Linked DNA regions of Mus musculus: all the other regions are linked to region 1. A link is a contact called in public ChIA-PET and HiChIP or PLAC-seq data. All regions are on one chromosome and are shown on one strand. The core of a region is the stretch at or near the end of the contact, and the rest is flanking DNA. Distances in the headings are between cores, read along the strand shown. Region 1 has its middle 21 kb from the start of Tcf12. Region 2 overlaps Tex9 (testis expressed gene 9). Region 3 has its middle 34 kb from the start of Cgnl1.

Region 1 (5,088 bases), core at 1,367-3,866:
CCACTTAGGTTAGGCAGTCTCGGGTATTTCACTGTAGGATCAGAAGCCAATAAGATTCCTCTTCCTATCTAAGCAAATTTAAGTTATATTTCCATCATTTATAACATCCAAATGAGTTAAATGCTAGGTTACGTAAGGGTAGATGCATAGACACATACAAAGAAGTAAATGAACAGGAAGGTACTTGGTGGGCACATCTAACCTACTGAGGAGACAGGCTGAAGAGTGGGTCAAAGACAGAAAGAACCCCGACTGGAGGACAAGCTTGAAAGTCAGTCACCAGAGTTTAAATTTAATGCAAGAGAAAATATACCCATAAAGCTATCTGGGCATGAAGAGATGTGCTAAAAGTGAGCAATTATTCTGGCAAGTTACATTGGAACAGAGAGAAAAGGGAGTCGGAGAGACCATAAAAAGACGGTTGAACTGATCCTGGCTGGCAATGTTCAAGGTCTTAGGCAAAAAGCATGAAGTGGAGATACACGAAGGAATTTGATATGAGGTACTTCTGGTGATACACTAAAGGTCCTAACAACAGGCCAGGTAAAATAAGGAAGAAGAAATAGTGCGTTGACAATGACAAACATTTTAGTGTGGGTGGCATAGATCGAGCTGGTATTATTGAGAAAGGAGTTATATAAATTTTACAAAGACAGCAAGATTAGTTTTTGACCTGTTGCAATCACGGAGAAGGTAGGATATGTTAGAATGGTGATGAACTAAAGTTGAGGTAAACAACCACAACAGCTAGGCATGGGGGCACACACCTTAATCCCGGTGCTCAGGAGGCAGGAGCAGGGGGGTCTCTGTGAGTTCAAGGCCAGCCTGATATGCAGAGTTTCAGACCAGCCAAGGCAATCCTAGTGTCTGATGGAGAAGGAGAGAGATTGGAAACTCAGAGCATAAAACTCTCCAAAAGTTTCACATTAAAAGCAGGGGTCGGGGTAGGGAGTACTCGTTGCTTTTGCAGAGGACCTAGGTTCAGCTTCCAGGACCTATATAGTGACTCAATCAACTATCTATAACTCGAGTTTGAGGGGCTTCAACACTCTCTTCTGACCTCTGCATGTACATATATACATTGCCTTCAGGCAAAATACTTTTTTTTTTTTTTTTGGTTTTTCGAGACAGGGTTTCTCTGTGTAGCCCTGGCTGTCCTGGAACTCACTCTGTAGACCAGGCTGGCCTAGAACTCAGAAATCTGCCAGCCTCTGCCTCCCAAGTGCTGGAATTAAAGGTGTGCACCACCACTGCCCGGCTCAGGCAAAACACTTATATACATAAAAATTTTCAAAATCTAAAAGCAACCTGAGGCCCTTAATACCATTGATCTCTATGGCCCTGAGCCTCTACCCTCATTTCCAACTGTAGGTGCTCAGAGCAGCGATCATGTCGGCCTCCTCACTACTTGCTAAGTGTTCACTCGACTTTTCCGGGCTTCAGAGCCTTTGGATTTGTCCTTCCTCAATCCGGGAAGTTACCTGTCTAGGTATGTTTTGCTTGTCTAATTTCTTTCATTCAGACCTGCTGTAAGCACACTTCCTCAGAAATCTCTCTCTAAATCAACTCGTCTAAGCTAACACTGCACATGTCTTCTACCTGTAGCCTCCTTTGCCCTGCAGTATTGTTTGTTTCATAGCACTTAACATCACACGACACTCAACGGTGTGTCTGTCTCATCGCCTGTAACAAAGTCCAAGAGCCCAGAGCGTTTGGGCTTATTCACTGTTATGTCCCTGGTAAGCAGAATAGAGCCTGGTACATGAGAAATTCCTCTATAAAAGCCTAGTGAGTTGTGTGAGATGTAGTAAAGGGAATTAAAAGAAAAAGAAAAAGAAAAAAAAAACCCATATACCACAAAAGAGCTGCAAAGTTAGTCATTTACAAGTTCTGGAACTTTCCTACCATTTCAGGAGGGGAGAAGCAGAAAACAATAAACCCTCTTTAAGGCTCCCACTTGTGATCCATCTTCTCAGGGGAAAGGGAACTTTGGGGGAGTCTGTCACCAAAGGAAAGACTTGAGGTACTTTCCTACTGTGTTCCCTGTGACATTCGTGAAGGAGAGGAATTCTCCACTTGCATACTGGATGAAAGAAAGGCTCTTCTTCCACCTCAGCTGCACATCAGAGCTTGGAGGGAAACCCTGGGGGATGCTGACAGACTTCAGCTTTCCCAAACGTTTCTTTGGGCGGGTGTCATCAGCCAGGTGTGCTCCACAGACTAGGTGGAGCCTGGGAAAGGCGTGAGGACGTCGCACTCGGGGGCCCCTGGGGCAAGCGTGCTTGCCCTTCCCCGCGGCCGCCGGCTTTCCGCCGCAGCCTGCCCCGGCCAGGTCGCCGGGGCGCGGGAGAGCCCAGCGGCGTCTGCACCCTTCCCTCCCCCGCCGCGCCCTCCTCCGCCCACGCGCTGCAGCCTCAGCTGCGGCTTTCCGCCGTTCCCGGCAGCGCTGAGCCCGGAATCCAATTACTTTTCCCTGAGGAGCTTCGTACACCCGCCAGGCCCCAGAGGGAGGAGCGGGGGGTCGAGCGGCCGCCCACTTCCCGCCGCCCGAGGCCGAGGCCGGGCTGCTCGGGCGGGGCGAGCGCGGTCTCGGAGGGGCGCGCGGAGCAGCAGCCGTCGGGACTATTTGTCCTTCCGCGTGCGGCCCAGCTGGGCCCCGGCGCGAGGCTCCAGGCGCTGTGGCCCGGGCGCCAGCGTCCCCAAGGATGAGTGGCAGGAGATTAGCCCCGGGGCTTCCCCGCGCGGGCGCGGCTCGAGGCCCGCGCGCACGCGCACTCCGGGGTCCGAGCACGGAGGTCGCCTTGTGTCCAGTGGCCTTTTCCTGGGCGCAGCGCTCCTGGGCCCCAGGATTCAGCTCTGTAAAGTGAAAGTGAAGTGGAGCAAGATGGCCAAGGGTAGGAGGTTTGCACGTGCTCTCCACCACACTTGTACATCCCGAGACTGTACAGGGACGCTACAGGGGTGAATCTATGAAGAGGAAGGAAAAGAGGACTTCCTTCCTGGTTCTTCAGGGGCTGGGTGGAGAACCCATTGATCCCCTTGAGGGTTCTTGCTCACTTGGTTTAAGCTGTAGACAGAAAGCCTAATAGAGCCTATTCTAGCTACAGCCTAGGGCGGAGGTCCTCAACTTCCTCCTGCATACCCTGTCAGATTATGAGTCCACGACTGACAAACACATTTGAAAAAGAAAATGCCTTATTTTCTCCTTTTGATTCTGTTTCTCTTGAGACTGTGGCTGACCCTTAGGCCCTTGATGTTCTTGAATATGATTGACACACGTGATTAGGCTAGTGAGAGAGAAGCAGAGAAATTGCTATCAAAACAATTATATGCAGAGACATCAGAACAAAAGCCCAAGAGCCCCGAGGACTAAAAGACCATCCTGGCTCTGCCATAGATGCCCTCTGGGATGGTGGCCAAGTCAGATCATCTCTTTGTGTCTTGCTTCTTGGCAAGTTAAATAAAACTATCCTGCTACTCTCCCTGTCTCAAGGAGTGTTATAAAAATAAACTAAAAGAACCAACTGAAAATATAGAAGGTTTAGTTTTTAGGGGGTGTGGGAAAATGATACCGTTGAAAGGCACTAAAGGGAAAATTCTATGAGAGAAAGCCACTTGACCATCTGCCTATCGTCTCATCTTCTCCGTTCAATCTAATGTACACATAGAAACTATAGGTAGAGTTATCTAGTAAGTACTGTGTGGTTTTTATAAGAATTATAATAAAGGAGGGAATAAGGGGAGGGGGATTTCAGAGGGAGACCAGGAAGAGGGATAACATTTGAAATGTAAATAAAGAAAATATCTAATAATAAAATATATATATAATCTAGTCAACGCTAATTGTACTCTCAGACCCTCTCCCATGCCTATGTCCTAGCCATTTCCACATGCTCTGACTACAATATTTCTGCTTCAGTGCTACGGAGCACCATTAGGTACAAAACAGTGCTGTGGGTGGGCTCCCCACTTGAGGCTAAGCTGTGACAGAGGTTTTCAGACATGTTTGCCTATGTAACCTATGATAGGCAAGGCTCCAGAAACCTGTGTACTGGCTAAGTGAAGAACCTTCTGGAACAGACGAGGTCCCAGGGAAGAGAAAGCCAACTACCCTGAGCTTGAGCTGAGGTTAAAGACTCTGGGGGAAGGGAGAGGGGCTTTCTGCCTTTTATGTCTGACTGAATCTAGTAGGGTAGGAAAGAAGATAAAGGATATGAGGGAGAGTGAAGTCTCCCTTTCGGGTGTTTTAAACCTAAGCATTCACATTTGTAAAACAAGTTTTAGCTTCTGCATTAGTAGAAAAGATCAGGCTAGCAACAACATGGCCAGCAACAGAAAAAGTCCTGCCTGGAGGGTGCTTTTTGAAAAGTGAGGATTTTATCATCTTCTGAGACATTCCGTGGTAGCCCGGGAACGGATAGGAATAATTCACAGACATTTTCTGGGTCCTCAAAAAACTTCTTTCTGCAGTCCCCTTCTTCAAATGACTTCAAATCCCTCACTGCAAAGTCTTGGCATCAAATTTGAAGCAAATGTGTTTCTCTTCCTCACCGGAGGAAAGCTCGTTCTACAGACTTCTAACAGAACTGGGACCTATTGGGCAGTATTATTTGACCTACCATCCTCAACTGATTATTTGTAAGAAGAACACCACCTGTAATCTAGTTATTATGTGTCAGGTGTGATGGTGCATGCCTTTAATCCCTGCACTCAGAACACACTGAATTTGCGTTCTACAGAGCAAGTTCTGGGCCAGCCAGGGCCACTCAGAGAAACCCTGTCTCAAAACAAAACAATCTACCCACCATGCTGCTCAGAGAAAGCACATGCAAGGGTGTAATTCAAAGAGCATCAAACTTTGCCAGGAAATAAAAAAAAAAACAAAGTGGCCAAGGCAAAGTGACTGTGGCTTAGGTGGCCATAGAAGTCTTCCTCTTTTCTTTCTCATGCCTCAGAATATTTTTTTGTGTCTTCTCAATGGACTCTAAATGGCCCTGCCCTCTCCCAGATTCCTCCTTTACTGTCTCAGTGGACAGGTAACTCAAAGCTGTTTCAAGATCTGGCCCTGGGTCTATCTTCTTGACTTTG
Region 2 (5,088 bases), core at 954-3,453, 330 kb after region 1:
AATCACAGAGTGGCCATTTCAGCTGGTTTCACAGCAATAAAAAGGACTGTATGACAAAAAGCCCTCAGCTCACACACACAGGTGGTGAGGACTGAAAGCTTCAGTGTTGGTCAGCATTGAGGCAAAGGCAGCAGCTTCTATCACTTCTGCTGAATGTAGCACTAGAAGACATCACCCAAGCAACTGGGACAGAACAAATGACATCCACAATGGAGAGGAAGACAACTCCTCATAGAGGACAAGACTGCAGCTGTGGAAATCCCTAAGGATTTCTAAGAAAATCATGATGACCAAGAAATGGATTCAGCAAACCTGTAGGCTACAAAAGCAACAGACAAAAGGGTTCCTTTCACAGACTAATATTGGGCAGCTCAAAACAAATCAAATATTTATATATTAGAATAATTGGAAGTGTATCATTGGCAATAAACACTGGCGCACACACACGCGCATGCGCACACACACACAGGCTGCGGGGTTTCCTCGTACCATTTTTCAAGAGACTATCTTTTCCTGATTGCTTGACACCTGTATATGTGAGGGTTTATGAGAGGTCCATGCCATTTACCTATATTTAATTTTCTCTTGTCTTCTTGTGTTTATTTTTCTATGTTTTTAGTGTTGTTCCTATGTTTGAATGTTTTGTCTCCATGGAGTCTGTGCACTGCAGACATGCTGGGTGCCAAAAGGTCAGAAGAAGGTGTCAGTCCCCCTGGAACTTGAGTTATAGCTGGCTAGAAGCTGCTGGAAACTGAACTTGAGTCCTCTGCAAAAATAGTATATACTCCAGATACATGCGTGTGCATGTGTGTGTGTGTGTGTGCGCGCGCACGCTGAATGGAATAAACACTTTGATTAAAAAGGCTGAAGGTATAAAACTCTTAATGACACTGGATTTAGATGACACCAAAAGAAAATAAATTGGACTTTATCCCACAAAGGCCACAGGGGACACAATAAACAGTGAAAAGGCAGGCAGTCTGCTGACTGTGAGAAAATATTTACAAGCCACATAGGCACAGGCTTAATGTCCTGAATATACAATAAAATGTAAAAATTAACAAAGGACTTGACCAGATGCTTCTTTAAAGATGAACAAATAGTTACTAAATACAAGATGCTGAACACATTACTTATAATTAAGGATGTGGGAATTAAAACCTCAATGAAGCAATCAAAACCCACTAGGATGACTGGTATCAATAAAAATCAAAATGACTCATGTTGATGATATGGGGACACTTGGCCATTTCTACAAGTGGAAATGTGAAATGGCACAGATGCTACTGAAACCAAATGATCCTCACCTCTGATCAGGTCTAGGCACTCCAGATAGCACCCAAGAGCACACAACCCAAGTGCCCACCGAGAGAAGAAAAACAAAGAGCAGGTCCGAGTTTTATTGAGCCTTCCAAAGAAGTTAAAGTTGAAAAGATGGAACAACCCCGAGAACACTGTTTTAAACAAAACAAACAAACAAACAAACAAAGCTAATCAAAAAGAAAACTATGTGATTTTACTCAGCAATGAGGCACGTACAGACGTCAGATTCACAGGATCAGAAACTGAATAGTGGCTGCAGGGGCCTGGGAGCCTGGGGCTACTGCGTTCCCACTTTTCCATAATGAGAAGCACAAAGGCAGACTGCAAAACCATAATAAAGATTTTACACTTAAAAATGTGTAAAAAGAGTGTAAATTCTATGTATAGTTAACCATAATAAAAAATAATGCAATAATGAGGAGGGTATGATAGCTGCTGAAAGTTTTGTAGGTTATCTGTGAAATTCTGTGTTATCTGAATACAGATAATGGTAAGTTAAAGATTCGTAACAAATACTGACATGCACAAAAAAAAGTGCAAATGAGCCAGGAAGGAATTCTGTGGTAACAGACAGGCCGTCCATATAAGAAATAATATTAAGAGAGCTGAGTCATAAAAGCCAACCTCAGCTCTGTAATCTACAAGTCATAGAGCAGTGAACAGGGAAAGGACAGGAGACATGGCAGAGGTGACATCAGCTGAGCAGAGTTCAAGCTGCTGGAACATCAAGGCTTCACAGAGCACAGGCTACATCTGGGAAGAAAACAGTTATTTTCAAAGTGGCCAATTCACCAAGAAGACACCAATGTTCTCTCTAGTGGCAGCCCTGACAAACAGGATGTAGATGCAGATAAGGCTGAAGAGGAAGCTAACATAGCCACAGTTTCCTTTATATTCCTCCTTTACTCACGGATGTAAATACACAGAAAGTTGTGATGGTGCCACACACAGCAACTGTCACGCAACTTTACGTGGCTGACATCGGAGGACTACTCCATCCAGCAAAGGCAGAAAGCACATGAAACTAACATTTACCAACTTAAGCCATATTATGGATCATAAAACAAGCCTGCACAAATCTATAAAGACCATGTGCTCTATCCATGATGAGATTAACCTGAAATCTCCGAGAAAGGTATCTGGAGGGGGAGGGAGATCCCCTCAGATGTGGAAACAGAGTGGCAAACTTCTTTGTTTTTTTTTTTTTTTTTGACTTTCAGATATTCGTCTTTCATTTTTTTCTTTTTTTTTTCCATTTTTTATTAGGTATTTAGCTCATTTACATTTCCAATGCTATACCAAAAGTCCCCCATACCCACCCACCCCCACTCCCCTACACACCCACTCCCCCTTTTTGGCCCTGTCGTTCCCCTGTACTGGGGCATACAAAGTTTACGTGTCCAATGGGCCTCTCTTTCCAGTGATGGCCGATTAGGCCATCTTTTGATACATATGCAGCTAGAGTCAAGAGCTCCGGGGTACTGGTTAGTTCATAATGTTGTTCCACCTATAGGGTTGCAGATCCCTTTAGCTCCTTGGGTTCTGAGTGGCAAACTTCTAAGTAATGTTTGTGTTCAAGGAGAAAACAGAAGGAAAATCAGTGTTTTAAATAGCATAATGAAAAATTTTAAAATAATCCAATTTGTGGGAAGTAGCCAACAGAATACACGCAATAAAGTTTCCAGGTAAGTTCTTCCAGTAGACAGAAGGAAAAGCTTCAGTGCAGTTTCCATGTCCATGTGGAAAAATTAACAAAAGAAAAAAATTGAAAAAAGAAGTTGGCCAGGCAATGGTGGCACACGTCTTTAGTCCCAGCACTTGGGAGGCAGAGGCAGGCAGATTTCTGAGTTCGAGGCCAGCCTGGTCTACAGAGTGAGTTCCTGGACAGCAGGGCTACACAGAGAAACCCTGTCTCAAAAAGAAAAAAGAAATTGAACCCAACATAGAGAATGAAGGAAAAAAAGGCAGATTGGGTATCGCTTATATACTTTAAATAACTACAGAAAATGGAGCTGGAGAGATGGCTCAAAGGTTGAGATCTCTTGCACAGGATCTGGGTTCAGTACGCAGAATTCATATGTGGGCTCACAACCACCTGCAGTCTAGGTGCAAGATATCTGACACCCTTTCCTGACCTCCGTGGACACCTGTACACACATGGTATTTACATATACTCAAGCATACATAAAATAAGTAATTTTTCTTACAGATCTAGCCATCTGATACCTGAAAGGGCAGAAATATCTAGAATCTATAAATAATGCAAAAAACTTACAGTCTGAAAATCTCAAATCGCATTATTATGAAAACTACACAGGGATCCCATCTCACCCAGTCAGAACTGACACCATCAAGACCAGTGCTGGTGAGGACGCGGGGAAGAGCGGCTTATTCACTAGCTGGTGGGAATGGAAACTGGGAAGGCAATATGAAGGTTTCTGAAGAGACAAACATTTATTTACCATGTGACCCACATGTACCACACTGGATATCTATCTGAAGGAATCTAAGTTGGCAGTTGCGTGGGTAAAGGCAAAGGGAGACAGTATAGACGGATGAGAGCATGCCATCTGCAGGAAGACGCACGCAACTGCATGTCGTCAGAACAAGTGAAACAGACCAGACTCAGACGATATTGCTGCTTTCTCTCATGGAGACTCTAGGTTTGCATATGCATTTGTATGATATTCAAGCAAACTGGAAGCTGCTTGAAGGGAGGAAGGGGACAGTAAATGAGGAGAAACAGGGCACAGTAGGAAGGGAACTGAGTAAACTATGATCTGTGTGAAACCAGTTTAATGGCAATGTCCTAGTGGAGCATCACTGTGTGCTGCCTGAACATGGCGGCTCCTGTCTCAGTCCCAAACGCTAACTGTCAAACTCAATCACATTTCACTCCAAGCATGTGCAGGCTTATGCTACACTAGTTATATCTTGAAAGTATGAAATATATACTTAAAACAGGCCAGAAATTGTTAGACAGATGTAGAGTATCATTTTAAAAGCAAATGTAGCTTTAAATGCTTTAGAAAACAAAATTTAAAATCAATGCTCTAAGGTGCAACTTCAGCTAGAGACAAAAGAGCAAATTCAAACCCAAACAAGAAAGCAGAAGTGAAAGGGAGTTGTCAGGGACACAGAAAACAGACTCAAGTAAAAACAAAAGCTCGTTCTTTGACAAGAGTAACTGATTGAAAGTTCATCAATAAGATGGGTGACTGATAGCTCATCAATAAGATGGGTGGAAGAAAAGCCTTCCCAGCGCGGGTCAGTCCCCACTCTTTGCTGAGTGCAAGCTTCCAGTCCCGAGCCCAGCAGTGAGACTTGTGTTTAGGTCAGGAAGGGCAGTCAGCACAGTGGGACCTCTAAAAAGGACCTGGACAAGGCATAGGATCTTTCTGGGCAATGAAAATGTAAGAGCCAAGATCCAAACTATACATATACAATCTACATTTCACCATGTTTCAATTACATCATTAAACAAATAAAGTCAACTTTGTGTTTCTCTCTAGATCCACTTTCTCACTCACATGCATTCACTCGTTTCCTCATTTTGCTCACTTTTAGTCCCTTACAGACCTCAGCCTCCTCACTAAGCACCATCCACAAGCATGTCTAAGGTGACCCTCAGCTGTTGACGTGGCGCACAAGAACAGTTCTCACAGAACCGCACCTCAGCGATGCTCAACCGCAGCGGCCACTTTATGCCACCCCTGTGCCTCCCACTTAGCTGCTGCTCCTGCAGACTCGTAAGTCGTGACCGCC
Region 3 (5,088 bases), core at 1,533-4,032, 330 kb before region 1:
CTGCCAAGGAACTCGGCTCTAAGGTAATTAATTTTTCTCCTTGGCCTTAGAATCTAATACACACACAGTTAGGAATTCTAGAACTTGTCACCTGCCCCGGAAATTTTCTTCTATGCGTGTGGAAAATCTAGCTCATCCACACAAAATTAATTACCAAAAACAAACAAACAAACAACCCACTATTCTGCATCAACTACTTATTTGATTTGTTTATTTGAGATAGGGTCTTACTATGTATCTCTGGAGGACCTGGATACAATGTACAAACTCACACACATCCTCCTGTGTCTGCCTCCCGAGTGCTGGGATAAAAGGTAAGCCATGATCTCCAGGGCAAACCCCAGAGGAAGACTTCTACTGTCTCCACTCAGCAGTTTTCCCCTCCTACAGGGGTTTTCCGGCTGAGGGTCCTCATCCAGCCCACTGCTGCCACAGAACTCCGGGAGGTCACCTCAGCATCTGGCTGGGGTGATCCAAGTCTCTCCACTCCCGGCCACCTCCACCCGGTCCTCACACTTGTTTGGAGCTCAGCTAGGCTCGGAGGCTGCACCTCTCTCTCCATCTATCTTCCCCAGCTAAGGCCCTAGGCCCGGAGGCTGCACCTCTCTCTCCATCTACCCCAGCTAAGGCCCCACCTGGGTTCTGCATGTCTAGCTTATGCCATTACTAAAACAGGAGGCTCTCAGAAGGGAGACTGTCACTTTGAGGCCACATACAGAAGCATAGAAAGAATGTGTGTGGAGTCTGAACATCCATCAACTCTTTCGGTGCAAACATCTGTTTGAAAGGAGACAGGAGCAGACACACTGTTTGCATCTCCTCTGTCCCTATTCCTCTGCCATAAAGGACCTGGGTTGGGAGATAGCTGGTAAACATCACTGGAGGCCACAAATCCGAGACTCAGAATCAGCAAGGGTAGCTTGTTCTAAGGCCTCTTGCTGTGGCTTAAAGTTGGCTTATTTTCCCTGTTTCTTTCCATAGAGTCTCTCTTTCTTTTTCTCTTTCTCTCTCCCTCTCTATCTCTCTATCCCTGTGTGTGTGCTTGTGTGTGCCTTTAGACAAAAGTCTCTCTCTCTCTCTCTCTCTCTCTCTCTCTCTCTCTCTGTGTGTGTGTGGGGGGGGGGGCTCACACGAGAGTTGTCCCCTAATCTCTTTTTAAAAGGTCATCAGGCTTGTTGAATTAGAGCCCACGCATATGACTTCATTTCGTCAGTAATGACCTCTTTAAAGGACTATGTGCAGTCGCATTCCAAGACACCAGGGTCAGGACTTGGTCGGTAAAAGGTGGAAGGGCACATACCATAATACCTGAGGACTGACATCATTTCTACAGACTGGAATTTAGAAATGAAATATGAAGGGGCTTCGGGTTGTTACCACTGTACCAAAGAGTTACAAACACTCAAATCCCTTTAAATCCCAGCTAAGTTTTAACAGCAGCAGCAGCAGCAACAATAACAACAACAACAACAACAGCATTTCTGTATGCACAGAGGTCTGCCTGTGGGGTTTACTGTAATATCTGTGTCCATGATGCTCTAGGCATCTGCATAAGGTGTTGCATAGAAGGGGATTTTTTTTCCTGAACACAGCAATAGTTCTTTAATGCAATTCTGTTTTGCTCTGCATCGATGTTTTGCCTGCACATATGTCTGTGTGAGAACATCAGATTCCACCTAGAACTAGAGTTTTAGACAGCTGAGAGCTGCCATGTGGGTGCTAGGAATTAAACTTCGGTCCGCTGGAAGAGCAGCCAGTGCTCTCTGAGCCATCTCTCCAGCCCCATGGCATTTTTAAAAAAAGCAGCATTTTATTAAGTTCTTGGATTATAGAGATGGTTCAGCTGTTAGGAGAACATACTGCTCTTGCAGAGGACTTGAGTTTGGTCGTTCAGAACCCATACCGAGTGTAACTTCAGCTCCTCCAGGCCAGACCTCCCCCCTACACACACACTCTCACACACATACACAGAGAAACACTCACACACACACACATACACAGAGAGAGAGAGACTCACACACACACACACACACACACACACATACAGAAAGAGAGAGACTCACACACACTCACACACACACACACACAGAGAGAGAGAGACTCACACACACAATACACTGATTTTAAGAAATGAAATGGTACTTCACAGATGGCTACTTACTATCATAAGATAGTTCTTTTTTAAAGGTATCTCTTTGGTTCTGTGGCTGCTTGTTTTGAGACAGCTTTGCTCTCCAGTCCACTATGGGTCCTCCTGACTCTGCCTCCCAGACACTGGGATGACAGGTGTATGCTCTTGGAAGCATCTCTTAAACTATAATCCACAAAGCTCAGGGTGGCACTTTGTATTGTTTTCACACAGCCCAGAGCCTTTCCAAGCGTCTCATTTTCCCTGCTATTAACAGCTTCTGTTATGCTAAGGCTGGTTGAAACTTTGGAGCAAAGGAAAGCGACCAAGTGCTGGTGGAGAGCTGGGTCCTCCCTCACAGAGCTGAAAGCAGGGATGGAGAGAGCAGAGTGAGGAGGGGGGACTGGACAAGGGGAAAGAGGACAGACTGCTTCTCTCACTGTGTGCCCTCTCCACCCTCAGTCATGCCAGGGTGCGGCTGCCTGGCCTGGGTAGGAAGCCATGCCCCTTGGTGTCCCTGGAAGTCCCCCCTCAGGGTGAACTGCCTGCAACACTACACTGCTTCGTCACCTGGACCCTGAGAGTCCCTGACCCCTCTCCTGACCCTTTGACATCAGTCAGACTTCCTCCTCATGTAACAGGAACCAGGAGTCTGAGACCAGTGACGCCTCAGTGACTCATGGCCTGCTCCCTAAAGAAGTTCCGGGCAGCTCACACTAGAGGTAGATAGTCCCACGGTGCTGGGACAAGCAGGACAGCTACTCCTTGCTGTTTTGACTTCCTGCTTCTTTTCCATAGCAGGCCTCCTGAATAATGGGCACATCTAAGGCTAGGCCAGAGCCAGCCTGGTGACTTGCCTGGGTCTCAGGCTCCTGTCCTTGCATGTCACCCTAGGAGCTTCCAGAATCCTAGAACCATGTGGCCAGTGAAGAAGGCTTCCTGTCCCACCTGTGTGAGACAGCCAGCCAGTCTCTTTTCCCTTCCAGTTCTCCAACTCCACAGCTCTCCAAGCCCTTGACACAGATGACATAAATACAGGCAAAGGGTGCTGCACTGTTTAAAGCTGCCTGGCTGGCCTAGATATGACCTCTGATCTTCCATCTCCAGCCCTGATTGACAGCCATCTCAGGATATGATGGGGAGTGGAGGTGGGCTTTGTGAAAGACCCCTGTTCTGTACCTGTGCCTCCGGACAAAGATAATACATTCAGAGACAGATTCAGGTCTCTAACAAGGAAAATAGTTACTAGACATAAAGAAATCTTTGTCAACTAGATGGGTTAGTAAGTGGACTGGCTCTTGTCCCTTATTATCAAATCGGGTCAGCACTTCATGGTCAAGCCAGTGTGGATCCAGGCAGGCTCAGTTAACTCTTCTGACCATTCTATACAGCCTTGACCCCTTGGGAGAGTCAGCCGTTGTGTGGTGGCACCACCTGGTGGTAATGTATGGAGTAACTCCTCCAGGGACTTGAGTTTCTGAAGACACTGTTAAACTGCTTTAAACCTGTGCAGGCCCTGTATGTACTGCCATAGTTTCTGTGAGTTCATATGTGTTTCAGCAGACAGGTTCATAGCACTGAAATGGGGAAGTGGACATGAGCTTCCCTTCCTAACAAAGAGGTTATTTCCAATGAACAACAGGAAAAAATGAATTTCTCCAATTTAGTCTCACTGAGTATATTAACTACAGCTAATAACAGACTCTGTTAGTGTCCAGCAGTGATGACCAACAGGAAATGAACTCAACAGCATTATTATAGGCTTTTTTGGTTCATATTTCTTAATTTGGGCCTGTTTGTGTGTGCACACGTGTGTGCACATGTTTATGTGTACGTGTTACTGCTTGCATACTACATTTTTTTCAGTTTTGTCTTTTTATTGTGTATGATTCTGTTTCTGTGCATATATATATGCATACATATGTGTATATATATATATATATATATATATATATATATTTGTGTGTGTGTGTGTGTGTGTGTGTGTGTGTATTTTAGTTTTTTCAAGACAGGGTTTCTCTGTATAGCCCTGGCTGTCCTGGAACTCACTCTGTAGACCAGGCTGACCTCTAACTCAGAAATCCGCCTACCTCTGCCTCCCAAGTGCTGGGATTAAAGGCATGTGCCACCACTGCTCAGCTTATTTGTTCTTTTTTCTTTTTATGTGTATTTGTTTTATAAAAACAAAGATAATGAAGGCTCGGAGATGGAGGAGTGGGGAGTGAAGGAGGATGCGGGGGGGGGGGGAGGTGCTGGGGGAGGGGGAGATGCTGGGGGAGGGGGAGATGCTGGAGGGGAAACCATGAGCAGAACAAATTGTGAGTTTTCAATGAACAAATACAACTTTAAAAGAAAAGAAATTTCAAATGAAAGGCTTTCATCTCCGTAAACACTGAAGCGCCTTGGTACCTTCCACAAATGTGTTATGGAGTGAACACTAGACTTAAGACGAAAAGATTTGGGCTCAAATCCCATTTTGATGGCCTGTTGTTATTTACAGGACTTAGGAAAGGTATCTTAGCCCAGCATCTCAGCCCCCGGTCGGCTTGTGTGCAGTAAAAATAACCACAGCTCTCTTGTGGGACTCTTGCCGTCTCACACACACTGACAAGCACAATACCTGATCTCTGACACAAGCTTGGCTGTCCTAGATCCCCACACCTTGGTGACTAGCCCCTGCAGCAGGCTCAGTGGTCCCCTCTTCCCTAAGTGGGATGTGTGAGTTTTGGTCCCTCCCGGGCAGGGGTGAGGTCAAGATGGAGAGTGGGTCTTCAGAGCTTGGAGCCTTCTGACCTCAGCCGTCGTGGTGCTCCACCTCCTCCAGCATGGGTTACAATGAGCAGTCAGCCTAGGGTCTGTTTATCTCTGCTAACCTCATCCCAGGGATCCTGGCCACAACGTGACCCCTGAGCCTCATGTTCCTCTCTGCAGAGCAGCCTGGTACTACCTGGTAAAACTCC

Evidence for each region. ChIA-PET counts read pairs in DNA pulled down with a chosen protein or histone mark. HiChIP or PLAC-seq counts read pairs in DNA pulled down with a chosen protein or histone mark.
Region 2: an RNA polymerase II ChIA-PET map of memory CD8 T cells shows a contact between it and region 1, with 6 read pairs. The contact joins two enhancer-like sites. A contact is called at or near these places in 1 of 39 promoter capture datasets (cranial neural crest) and 1 of 115 datasets of contacts at active chromatin or transcription factors (memory CD8 T cells).
Region 3: a contact with region 1 is called in an H3K4me3 HiChIP or PLAC-seq map of bone marrow-derived macrophages, with 7 times the contacts expected there. The contact joins two enhancer-like sites. A contact is called at or near these places in 9 of 39 promoter capture datasets (the C10 cell line, the HPC-7 cell line, cranial neural crest and 5 more), 2 of 484 Hi-C or Micro-C datasets (both in uterus), 5 of 115 datasets of contacts at active chromatin or transcription factors (the NIH/3T3 cell line, bone marrow-derived macrophages, embryonic hindbrain and 2 more) and 2 of 9 other capture datasets (embryonic stem cells and liver).

Annotation. Positions count from the first base shown.
Region 1 is chr9:72,130,650-72,135,737 of GRCm38.p6, forward strand. No RefSeq gene overlaps it. Among named protein-coding and RNA genes, the nearest start is that of Tcf12, 21 kb to the left of the region's middle. Within about 2 kb of position 2,617, at least 339 of the 459 cell types and tissues checked have an H3K27ac peak or open chromatin away from gene starts, as enhancers often do. A contact at or near this core is called in bone marrow-derived macrophages, memory CD8 T cells and uterus, where this site is marked.
Region 2 is chr9:72,463,813-72,468,900 of GRCm38.p6, forward strand. All of the region lies in intron 10 of Tex9 (testis expressed gene 9), which reads right to left. Among named protein-coding and RNA genes, the nearest start is that of Gm33004, 23 kb to the right of the region's middle. Within about 2 kb of position 2,204, at least 95 of the 459 cell types and tissues checked have an H3K27ac peak or open chromatin away from gene starts, as enhancers often do. A contact at or near this core is called in memory CD8 T cells, where this site is marked.
Region 3 is chr9:71,803,064-71,808,151 of GRCm38.p6, forward strand. It overlaps a transcript of Cgnl1 not described here. Among named protein-coding and RNA genes, the nearest start is that of Cgnl1, 34 kb to the left of the region's middle. Within about 2 kb of position 2,783, at least 55 of the 459 cell types and tissues checked have an H3K27ac peak or open chromatin away from gene starts, as enhancers often do. A contact at or near this core is called in bone marrow-derived macrophages and uterus, where this site is marked.